2 separate regions of the Mus musculus genome follow, and region 1 is linked to region 2. The links are chromatin contacts, called in public Micro-C maps. All regions are on one chromosome and are shown on one strand. Each heading gives the region's core, a stretch centred on a gene start, on an enhancer-like site or on the middle of the called end of the contact. The rest is flanking DNA. Distances are from core to core; before and after follow the strand shown.

Region 1 (2,700 bases), core at 51-2,550, 210 kb before region 2:
CAGCGAGATCTGTAGGCAGCAGGGAGAGAGAGAGAGAGAGAGAGAGAGAGAGAGAGAGAGAGAGAGAGAGAGAGAGAGAGAGACTGGGCTTGGCCTGAGCTTTTGAAATTGCAAAACTCATCCCCCAGTGACACATCTTCTCCAACAAGGCCACACCTCCTAGTCTCTGTCAGGGAGCACCAATGACCAAGCATTCAAATATCTGAGCTACTGGAGGCTGTTCTTATTCAAAGCAGCACATCTTTCTACATGCCGCCTTTGCAGTGCCTCAACAGCTTCCCTTTCCTAGAGTTCTGGTACTGTTGTTGAGAGTCTGAGAGTCGGGTAAGTCTTTTCATGGGAGTTTGATAGGATGACCATTCTCTCTACATATGGGAGGAAGTGAGCTGCAGTCAGCTCAAGACCCATAGCTGGGGAACCAGGAGCCAGGATGCCTGTAGCTGTAGGGGTCGTAGTATCTGCTTTCTGTTAAAGGCAGTGGTTCTCAACCTGTCAGTTGTGACCCCTCTGGGGGTCAAATGACCCATTCACAGGGCTGACATATCAGATATCCCGCATATCAGATATTTACATTACAACTCATAAAAGTAGCAAAATTACGGTTATGAAGTAGCAGTGAAAATAAATTTAGGGTTGAGGTCACCACAACATGAGGAACTGTATAAAAGGCCCAGTATTAGGAAAGTTGAGAAGCACTGGTTTAAGGCCTTTTTCTTGTCAAGGGGCTGAGCTGGAAGAGCTGTTGAGATGGCAAGAGTGGTATCTCAATGATACCTGCTTTTTGATGTATTTGGAAAATATTATTATAAAGGACTAGTTATAAGGGGGGGAAATGTACTTGTAACTCACTTTTTTAGTTTGGTTCTTCATTGCTAAAACACTGCCAAAAGCAAACTGGGGAAGAAAGTGTTTCTTTGGCTTATACTTCCAGGTCACAGCCCACCATTGAGGGAAGCGAGGAAAGGAACTGAAGCAGAGGCCACGGAGGAATATTGTTTACTGGGTTGCTCCCTCTGCTTGCTCAGCTGCTTTCTTACACAACCCAGGGCCATCTGCACAGGGCTGGCACTGCCCACAGTGGCCTAGGCACGCCTCCATCAGTTAGCAATTTAAGAAACTGCTCCATAGACATGCCCCCAGGCCAAGCTAATGAAGACAATTTCTCAGCTGGGATGCCCTCTTCCTAGGCGTGCTACGTCTGTGTCCATTGCTAACCAGCAGAGCCACCTTGGACAGAGAACCACAATTCTATATCCATCCAGATAGTTTCTCGTGAGAGGCTCTGCACATGTGGCCTATAAACAGTTGCATCAGACCCTGGCAAGTTTGAGAACATAAGTGTCTTATCCTGATTTCAGCAGAGGGAGGCTCCACTTACACATAATTTAAAAAATTTAAACTAAAATTAAGAGTGTAATGTCATGCCTTTTGCATTTTGAAATTTTTTTGGCTGTATGTCCTTCTTATTTTACATATACATTCCTGAGTGGAGCAAGGCTGGATCCCCAATTATATGTTCTCATTCATATCTGAGTGTGTCATAACATGCTGGGATGTTACAACATTTCCACTCATCACTTTTGTCTTTCCTGCTTGACTGTAATTTGAAAGGTTGGGATGATGGCTGCTTGCACCCCATACTGCCATCACGTCTTTCCAGTCTTTTCTCTTTTTTCTTAGGTATTTTCTTCATACATTTCAAATGCTATCCTGAAAGTCCCCTATACCCTCCCCCTGCCCTGCTCCCCAACTCACCCACTCCTGCTTCCTGGCCCTGGCATTCTCCTGTACTGGGGTATAGAATCTTCGCAAGACCAAGGGCCTCTCCTTCCAATGATGGCCAACTAGGCTATCTTCTGCTTCATATGCAGCTAGAGACATGAGCTCTAGGGGGTACTGGTTAGTTCATAATATTATTTTACCTATAGGGTTGAAGACCCCTTCAGCTCCTTGGGTGCTTTCTCTAGCTTCTCCATTGGGGGCCCTGTGTTCTATCCTATAGATGACTGTGAGCATCCACTCCTGTATTTGCCAGGCACTGGCATAGCCTCACAAGAGACAGCTATATCAGGGTCTGGTAGGCAAAATCTTGCTGGCATATGCAATAGTGTCTGGGTTTGGTGGCTGTTTATAGGAAGGATCCCTGGGTGGGGCAGTCTCTGGATGATCCTTCCTTCCGTCTCAGCCCCAGATTTTGTCTCTGTAACTCCCTCCATGGGTATTTTGTTCCCCATTCTAAGGAGGAATGAAGTATCCAGTCTTGATGTTAATTCAGTCCACATCTCTGATCCTGAGAGTGTCAGCCTGGAACCTGTGCCAATGGCCCTGCTGGCTAGATATACCTATGGACCTCTGTGAATGCCTTCAATCTTTTGGGATTCTATTGATACTAGCCCTGAAGTGAGGACACACATAGTTCACCATATATGATAAGGAGTGAGGGAGACCTTTATGGACCAGAAGATTCATGGAGGTCTCAATTTCCCTTAAGAGAAGGACAAAAAGGTACCAGATGGCCTTGCCATGGCCTCAATTTTTTTCCCCCACAGCTTCCTCAGCCATGATGGGGACTGTTGAGGGGAAAGGGTCTTGGAAAACCATTTACAGGAGTCAGTACCACATTTCAAGCTCTGGACATGGAGGGATGGGGCAGACAATGGCACATGTCTGTGTTCTTCATTGTTGTAACAAACGTGAGAG
Region 2 (2,700 bases), core at 96-2,595:
AGGGCACAGTTTGGAATCATATGGAGAGTGTTAGCATAGCGTTTCATTTCCAAAGTGGCCTTAATTATAATTACAGGGGCACCATTTGGGGACAAATGGGGACTCTTCTATATTAGTCTTGTTTTCTTTCCATCTCTGTATTATGTGTAGTTAGACTATTTTGATTAGAAAGCGTGACACCCCAAATTCTTAGCACAATGCTCAGATAAGTCTTTTCACTAAAAAATGTCAAGCAAGCCCAACATCCTCAGCTCCTGGGATACAGACACAGTGTCCTGTAACCCATGTACTCAGATGCTCAGGATAAGGGTAGCAGTGTCCAACCCACAGAGGATGCTACAAGAATTTGGAGCTTCACAATGATTGTGCCAGAGATTCAGTTCCTAGCCTTCATTCCAAAGCTCCATTGTTTGTTTATTCCCATTCCCCAAAATTCTCTCGAGTCATGGATGCTTTGGTTGTTGGGAACAAACCCCAGTGTCTTACTTTTCTGGTGCAAACACAAAAGTTTACAGAGAATAAACCTTTGGGTAAGGAATAAGATTGTGTGCTTCCTCTTTCCATTGAGAAGGCATTTCACGGCTTTATGCCCTCAATCTCAGTCAGGCGTCACCTTCGTGTCTGAGGAAGAGTGGGAGAAATGGTAGATAAGACGAAAATGTAAGAAAAATCCCCAATGACTGGATCCCACGACTGAATCTCCCAAAGGCAAGAGCAAATGATTAGAGCTGTTTCCTTCTGAGTCCTCTAATATTGAAGCTGCCATGTCGGAGGGTGATCAACTGAAGGTAGTTTTGTTTCATTCTACTCAACCGGAGCTGAGCCTCGAGTGGTGGAGGGTCAGTTGCTCAGCAGTGCTGTAGTCTCTCTGTGGGCATTCCTTCTTCACGAATCATTCAGTTTCCTTCTGACTGCATACAGCTTTGTAGTGTGTGAGCCAGGCAGGCTCTCACTTCTCAGACACCCAGTTTTGTAACTCTGGAGGTGACTAAGTTGATGCCTAAACCAGAAGGTATCTTCCGTGTGTTGAAATGTGAGAGAGGCAGGAGGGACACTGAGACCCATGATCGGCAGGTCTTTCTGATCCTCTCTGGTACTGAACAGCCTTCAGGAGAAGATGGACTAGGGAATGGCCTGTGGGCCAGAGCTTTGGAGGTCTCTCTCAGCCATGGGTGGAAGACTCATGGCTTTCTGGCTGACCTCTAGCTAGAGGCTCTCAGTCTCTCTTTCCAAGGCCACTAACTAAGAAACCCTCCATAAAAGCTCCCTTATAGCCTGAGCTCCTAAGTATGTTTGTGACTAGCCCCGCTCTGACCCACAGCTGTGTCATGAAGCTAACTCCCAGCAGCTGGCTGTGGCAATGTGACACTGGGTTCTCTGATTTGTGATTGTTCCTTGTTCTCTGGGTAGCTCTGACTTAACCACTGAGTTCCTCCTCTCAGCCACAGACCTCTGAGACATGGGGCACGCCAAATGCACCTCCTCTCTGCTGGGCACCGCTAGTCTTTTACTGGGGATGGACTTATCATTTGGATGGATTTTCTGCTTCCTAATCCTGACCTGGGAGCCACACTATTGGACCAGTGAACTATTTCCTGTTTTTCTGGGTTACCCTTCTGTCTCCTCCGTCTGAGATTTCAATGCTCTTTCACCCTTTAGGATAGACTCTATCTAAATAACCTCTTCATTCAGTTTCCTTCAGTCAACACATAGAATCTTCTATTTCTTGCCAAGACACTGATGGAAGAATGTTGGACTGTGTAATTGTGGTTTGTGGTTAACATGGTTGCCCTTAAAACCCTTTCCTGAAACCAGGAGCCATCTAGCCTAGAGAGATGGCTCAGCAGTTAAGAGCTCATACTACTCCCGCTGTGGACTTGCGTTCAGTTCCTGCCACTTTATTAGGTGGCTCGCAACCATCTGTAACTCTAGCTGCAGGGGATCTGACACCCTCTTCTAGACTCTGTAGGAACCTGCATTTATGTGCAGTCATGTGCCCACCCCCACTCTATGCCATACACATAATTAAAAATGTAAAAGGTGGTGGAGGGATGCTTCAATATTACTGGTGCTCCTCTAGAGGACCAGGGTTACCAGCACCCACATGGCAGCTCACAATCCTTTGTTACTTTAGTTCTAGTGGATCTTCTGGCTTCCATCACAGGATTTTTATGACAGGAGAAGCCTCCTTCATAAATGTCCACCTTACTGGGACATTCAGGTCTGTATTCAACTGTAAGCATCACGAAACAGTCCTTCCTTTATTCCTGTACAAGTCAGCATCCAAGCATATTGACGAGCACATATATATCTATTTTTATATTTGAATCTTTAATTAATGAAAACTGTGTGAAAGATAATCACTGGCTGTTTTCTTCTTCACTGAGGACTATATCGCGTGACTTAGATAAACTCCACAACTGAGCACTTTGGAGGAGAGACAGTGCCAGTAAATGGCTTTGTTCAAAGGTTCCCTAAATTTTCGTACCAAGGATTTTTCCTTATCTCTTCTCCATCATTTTTAATTTAAAAAGAATTCTATATTTCCACTGTCAAGTATACAAAACATGAAAGCCAATGGCAGAAAGCATGAGTCTTTAGGGTTGACCTAGTGTTACTTGGAAGGACTTGGTGTGTTAGTGAGGGTGTGGCAAACGGGAAGGCGAAGCAGTGTGAGGAGTAATAACTTATGAGAACCCC

The links. Hi-C and Micro-C count contacts between places; a contact is called where the count stands out from the background.
Region 1: a contact with region 2 is called in a Micro-C map of brown adipocytes, with 2.0 times the contacts expected there. The contact joins two enhancer-like sites. A contact is called at or near these places in 5 of 484 Hi-C or Micro-C datasets (brown adipocytes, cranial neural crest, nephron progenitors and 2 more) and 1 of 9 other capture datasets (embryonic stem cells).

The regions. Positions count from the first base shown.
Region 1 is chr4:106,143,326-106,146,025 of GRCm38.p6, reverse strand. No RefSeq gene overlaps it. Among named protein-coding and RNA genes, the nearest start is that of Gm30126, 20 kb to the right of the region's middle. Within about 2 kb of position 1,300, at least 13 of the 459 cell types and tissues checked have an H3K27ac peak or open chromatin away from gene starts, as enhancers often do. A contact at or near this core is called in brown adipocytes, where this site is marked.
Region 2 is chr4:105,936,021-105,938,720 of GRCm38.p6, reverse strand. No RefSeq gene overlaps it. Among named protein-coding and RNA genes, the nearest start is that of Gm29922, 92 kb to the right of the region's middle. Within about 2 kb of position 1,345, at least 50 of the 459 cell types and tissues checked have an H3K27ac peak or open chromatin away from gene starts, as enhancers often do. A contact at or near this core is called in brown adipocytes, where this site is marked.